Linked DNA regions of Danio rerio: region 1 is linked to region 2. The links are chromatin contacts, called in public Micro-C maps. All regions are on one chromosome and are shown on one strand. The core of a region is the stretch at or near the end of the contact, and the rest is flanking DNA. Distances in the headings are between cores, read along the strand shown.

The links. A called contact is a pair of places that touch in the nucleus more often than the background predicts.
Region 1: a contact with region 2 is called in a Micro-C map of caudal fin, with 9 times the contacts expected there. The contact joins the promoter of nup43 here to the promoter of lyrm2 in region 2. A contact is called at or near these places in 3 of 18 Hi-C or Micro-C datasets (caudal fin, hematopoietic stem cells and an unstated tissue) and 2 of 4 datasets of contacts at active chromatin or transcription factors (embryo and gastrula embryo).

Annotation. Positions count from the first base shown.
Region 1 is chr20:1,360,512-1,363,335 of GRCz12tu, reverse strand. nup43 (nucleoporin 43) reads right to left here and starts at 1,255. Exons shown (of 8, transcript NM_212892.1): 1 at 1,068-1,255. The coding sequence starts at 1,187.
Region 2 is chr20:1,238,259-1,241,385 of GRCz12tu, reverse strand. lyrm2 (LYR motif containing 2) reads right to left here and starts at 1,540. Exons shown (of 4, transcript NM_001159831.2): 1 at 1,451-1,540. The coding sequence starts at 1,495.

The DNA of each region.
Region 1 (2,824 bases), core at 6-2,505, 120 kb before region 2:
GCTTTACTATGTACACTAGGCAAGAGGAGAATTGTTTATTGATTAATTTAATTATTTTGCTAACAAAATTTTACATTCAAAAATGTAAATTTACTAATAAGAAACCGAATTTTGGCGACACAGTGGCGCAGTAGGTAGTGCTGTCGCCTCACAGCAAGAAGGTCGCTTGTTTGAGCCTCGGCTGGCTCAGTTGGCGTTTCTGTGTGGAGTTTGCATGTTCTCCCTGCGTTTGCGTGGGTTTCCTCCGGGTGCTCTGGTTTCCCCCACAGTCCAAACACATGCGGTACAGGTGAATTGTGTAGGCTAAATGGTCCGTAGTGTATGAGTGTGAAGGAGTGTGTGTGGATGTTTCCCAGAGATGGATTGCGGCTGGAAGGGCATCCGCTGTGGAAAAACAAGCAGGATAAGTTGGCGGTTCATTCCGCTGTGGCGACCCCGGATTAATAAAGGGACTAGGCCAAAAAGAAAATAAATGAATGAATGAAACCGAATTTTAAGGTACTGATGACTGAATTATGCTAATATATTAGTAGTATCAGAGACTCTAAATAAGATAGCTTTAAAACTCTGTGAACTCCACAATGTATTTCCTTGATTTTTACATATATATACAGTTTGTGTATTTGATTTTTGCTTACTCCTGGCATGTATATTTTGTTACTGTTAAAATGTTATAATAAAAAGAAATTAAAATAAAACCTCCTCCTCGCCATTTCTGTTTATTGTGATAGGGCTGTCAAAACTGACAGGAGGGGCGTAATCTGAGTATTTAGCTGAAAACACAGGTGAATTTTCAGATTTCAAGTACAATGTCAAACTTTTATTCTTACTGACATGCAGAGACGAACTGTCAGTGTGGTGAATTGTTTACGACAAAACTAGCAACGTGAGCTAACAACATCAACATGGTTAGTTTTGATCCCATGTGTACTGAAAACGCGGTGTGTATGTCCGTCCAGCGCGTGTTTACATAGAAAATCAACATAACAACAGTGCGTTGGAAAGCAAAAGTGCATTCTGTGTGATCGGCCCATGGTATATGTGTGGTGTCCGCTGTGAGCTCTTGCCTCGTTGTCCCAGGAGCCGGTGGCGAACACCTCGGGCTGCTGCAGGGACGCCGCGGACACCGGCCGCCAGCGCGTCTTGCTGATCTTCTGGGAGATGTACTTCGCGCTGATGCAGTCCATCGCGTCTCACTGGCGTTGTGTGCTGATTATGGAGTTTAGGGAGCTTCACGTGCAGCTGCTAGTGTATCCCGCCACCGCAGACTGCGTACTCGACAGTACGGTGGCCTGAAAGGATCAAGCGCGTTCACAAAACACTTCTTGGCTGTATCCGAAATCGCCCCCTATAACCTTAATAATGCACTATTTGAGAAAACAGGTGACCGAAACCATAGTGATTTCTAAAGTGCACTCAATCAGTGCCAAAACACTCAGCAGCCACCCAAAATGTGCTGTGAGAGTTTGCGCGCAGAATAATTTTCCGCATCTGACCGCAAGATGGCGGCCAAGCAGTGATGGTGGAATCCCATCAGCGAAGGTTTTAAAATTGAGTGATTCAAAAGTCTTCGTTTCATTAGTCATTTTCACAGAAGTCACAAAGAAGTTTCACATCTAATCCGGCAGAGGGATTTATTAAACAGTAACGCACAAACAAAACAGCGTCCCATCTCGTTTCATTTACTCCTTGAAGTGGACTGAGGGACGACTTCGGATGCAGCAAGTCTTTACAGCTGCGGTCGGATGCTTTTCCCTCGGCTTATAACATTGGATAAACAAGAAAAAGGGAGGGAAAAAATTATAATTAATCTAAAAAATAAAATACAACAAATAATAATAATAATAGAATAAAAATCAGGTTGCATGAAATATCTCATCATTTTTTAAAGAAGCACATTTCTAAAGGAATCAATGTCACATAAGACGTCCATAACAGCTGGTGTCTTTTTAGGAAACCTTTTTAGGAGAAAAAACTTTTAACTTTTTTCCTGTTCAGTGGCGTAATGTACACATCACACTTTTTAGGGTTGTAAAAATGAAACATTTGTAATTTGCAAATCTAAAAATTGCATTTTATGAAAATAAAAAGCCAACAGTCTGGTTGGTCTTATTATTGCTGAAGTGAAAGAATTATAAAAAATTAAAAGGTAAAAAAAAGTTATGGAATTTGTACAGAAAAATGAACTTAACATTTCACATGAGAAATGTCAGTAAAAGTTTCTATCTATCTATCTATCTATCTATCTATCTATCTATCTATCTATCTATCTATCTATCTATCTATCTATCTATCTATCTATCTATCTATCTATCTATCTATCTATCTATCTAATCTATCTATCTATCCATCCATCCATCCATCCATCCATCCATCTATCTATCTATCTATCTATCTATCTATCTATCTATCTATCTATCTATCTATCTATCTATCTATCTATCTATCTATCTATCTATCTATATTTATATATATATATATATATATATATATATATATATATATATATATATATATATATATATATATATATATATATATATATATATATATATATATATATATATATATATTAGTATGCAATAATATGCAAAACATATGCCACAGTGTACATGCAAACATACATTCCCGGGCAACTTTTAACTTTTCTCTTAAAATTTTATATTGTAAATATCCAGCTAAAAAGGTTTTAGAGAGATTTAATTTGGATATTGATTAATCCTGTGAGTTTTGTTGCATGGAAAAGGAATCTATTCTCCATGTTTAGTGATTGTATATACTCAAAGTTTTTCTGGGTGGATGTGTACAATTTTCTTAGAATGAA
Region 2 (3,127 bases), core at 291-2,790:
CAAGAAGACGTACATGAACCCTCTGGGATTAAGAATAGACCCAGAGGATGTGTGAGGCAACAGAAGACAGATCCAACGCATAGAAGTAAATCAACAACAGATGAAAATACATCTTCTGGAGTGGCCCAGTCAGAGTCCTGAGCTCAACCCGATTGAGATACTGTGGCATGACCTCAAGAGGGTGATTCACACCAGACATCCCAAGAATAATGCTGAACTGAAACAGATTTGTAAAGAAATCAACAACAGAACGGCTTTACTAGAAGAAAATACACCTTCTGGAATGGCCCAGTCAGAGTCCTGACCTTAACCTGATTGAGATCTCAAAAAAGAGATTCACACCAGAAAAATATTCACATCTCAAAAATATTAAAATAAACTGGACAATAGAAGATTGGAGAAACGTTGCCTGCTCTGATGAGTCTCAGTCACATTCGGATGGTCGGGTCAGAATTAGGCCTCGACAACATGAAAGCATGGATCCATCCTGCCTTGTATCAGCGGTTTCCTGAGTATTGCTGCTGCCCATGTCCATCCCTTTATGAGCACAGTGTCTCCATCTTCTGATGGCTACTTCCAGCAGGATAACGCACCATGTCATACGTGTACTCAAATGGCCTCCCCAGTCACCAGAGCTCAATCCAATAGAGCAGCTTTGGGATGTGGTGGAACGGGAGATTGGCATCATGGATGTGCAGCCGACAAATCTGCAGCAACTGTGTGATGCTATTATGTCAATATGGAGCAAAATCTCTGAGGAATATTTCCAGTAGCTTGTTGCATCTCTGCCACGAAGGATTAAAGCCGTTCTGAAGGCAAAAGAGGCTTCAACCCGATACTTGGAAGGTGTACCTAATAAAGTGGCCAGTGAGTGTATGCAAATTATATACTGACATAGAAGTTCATATTTAGATTTGAGAAATATAATATGTCAAATACGCAACATGTACCTCAAAATATTGCGAAAAAACTATCTGTTTACATATGTTTCGACCATTAGAATTACAAATATGTACATACATGTTCAAATATTTTAGATGTTCTATAGCCATATATATGAAGAACATACGATGATAGCTGATATATTGAAACCTAACGTTATCTGTTTTTCTAATAGTTTGATATATATATATATATATATATATATATATATATATATATATATATATATATATATATATATATTTAAACAGACATTTTTCTAATATTTTGACATTATTTATCTGAAATGTAAACATAAGCTTGTACGTCATGTATGTAATTTGCATATAGCCTGTCAGATTTCTATGTCTCTCTCACACACACACACACACACACACATTTAGCTGTTGTTCGTGCTGCATACGCGTGTCCGGACAGCAGCTGTAGTGAAGATCAGCTCACTGTCGATCTATACTTGCTTTATCGCCAATGTAAGACACTTATAAGCAAAGATTTACCGTGACTTTACCTGTTTGAGACTCAGAGCCGCTGGTGGTAACCGAGACACCGCCATGTTCTTTCCTCTGCAGGAAAGTGGTGGGAGGGAATTGTTGTGTGAAACTAGAGGGGCGTTTTTCCATTGTCCTACCTGATTGGCTCGATTCAAAGTGACAGCGGTTTAGGGGTGTGGTCGATCATGTTCATTGGAACAACCCATTATTTTGGAAACACCCTCAAATTCAGAAACGCCCACATTTGCTGTGTAGTGCGCTGATAGTGCGCAATAAGGGGAGGAGTTAACCGATCCAGACCTGCGTTTTCTTTTTCATCTTTTGTATCTGACGAAGAGTTAGTCTAGAAGGGATACAGCTGCGGATAATCACGTCAGTATAGCATAATTTTTGTGTGACTGTACAATAATTAATATACGGGTTGTGTTTAGGGTTAGGATAGGGGTAGACGTTAACAAAATACAATTTAATGGGTAATATAATAAATAATATGAATAATGCTAGGTATAATTACAGGTTTAACATTACCGTGATTATTAGGTTTAGTGTTGAAGTAGGGGTAGACGTTAATAAAATAAAATTAACGTATAAATTAATGAATAGAACAAATAATTCTCGCTAACTTCCGTCCGTTGCTGTATCCCTTCTAGCAACAACCGGTTGGTTGCCGAATACCGCCATCTACTTGAAGAATCTAATATGTATTTTCAGTATTTTATAATAATTGTCAGAATTAAATTGCGGAGTTAATTGTAGTAAGTCTATATTTAATACAATTATGTTCGCAGATTTTCATGATGGCTGCCCATTATTTTACTAGTCACTCCAAAATTATTATTGTGTTACATTCTTCGTTCCACATAATTTATTTCACATTTATTATTATAACACTTAAACGGGTTGATCTGATTCTGTTGCATAAGCAGGGTTGACTTTAATTTTTCTTAAATCAAGAAACAGATTAAAGTTTGTTCATCCATTCGTGACTTCACAAAGCTTCTCTTGACAATTTCCCGTTTTATTCCTGCATATTTTATTATTTTTGTTTAGATTCTGTTTTTTCCCCCTTTGTGTTCGCAGGCATACATATCCTGTAACTATAACACGAAATAGCTTTAATGTAAAAATGTAATCTTTAATATTTGTCGGCTCTATGCACAGCTAGTGCCAATGATGAACTTCCTGTGAGATCTTTATGTGACTATTTTCAATTTCATAAGGTTCCTTTTACAGCCTTGATGTTGTAATGTAATTAAAATGCATTCAGTTCAATAGACTAAAGCATTAATTTAGTTGTTAAACCGTAAAAAGAGACGAAAGACAGTTTAAACGCAGGCACCATCATTACCCGCAGGCGAGCGCAGAAACTCCATTGAAAATACTGAGGTAAAATTAATTTCCATATTTTAAAGACATGGCAGGGGGAAATATAACTTAATGCAGTGCTTCTTGCTTGGACTGATACCCACTTTATATCCTATCTTAGCCAGGCAGTGAAGATCACTGATTTTTTTTAAAGAAATCAGATCTTATTTTGTATGGGATGACAATTAACCGGAAGCCCTGAGGCTGGCTGACTGAAAATAAAAGTCCGTGTGCATATACCCCACTAATATTTTTGGACTGATATTGAGTCTAAACCACATAGTGGAAGTATACAAAATCTAATAATGAGAAAATTTATAATAATGAAC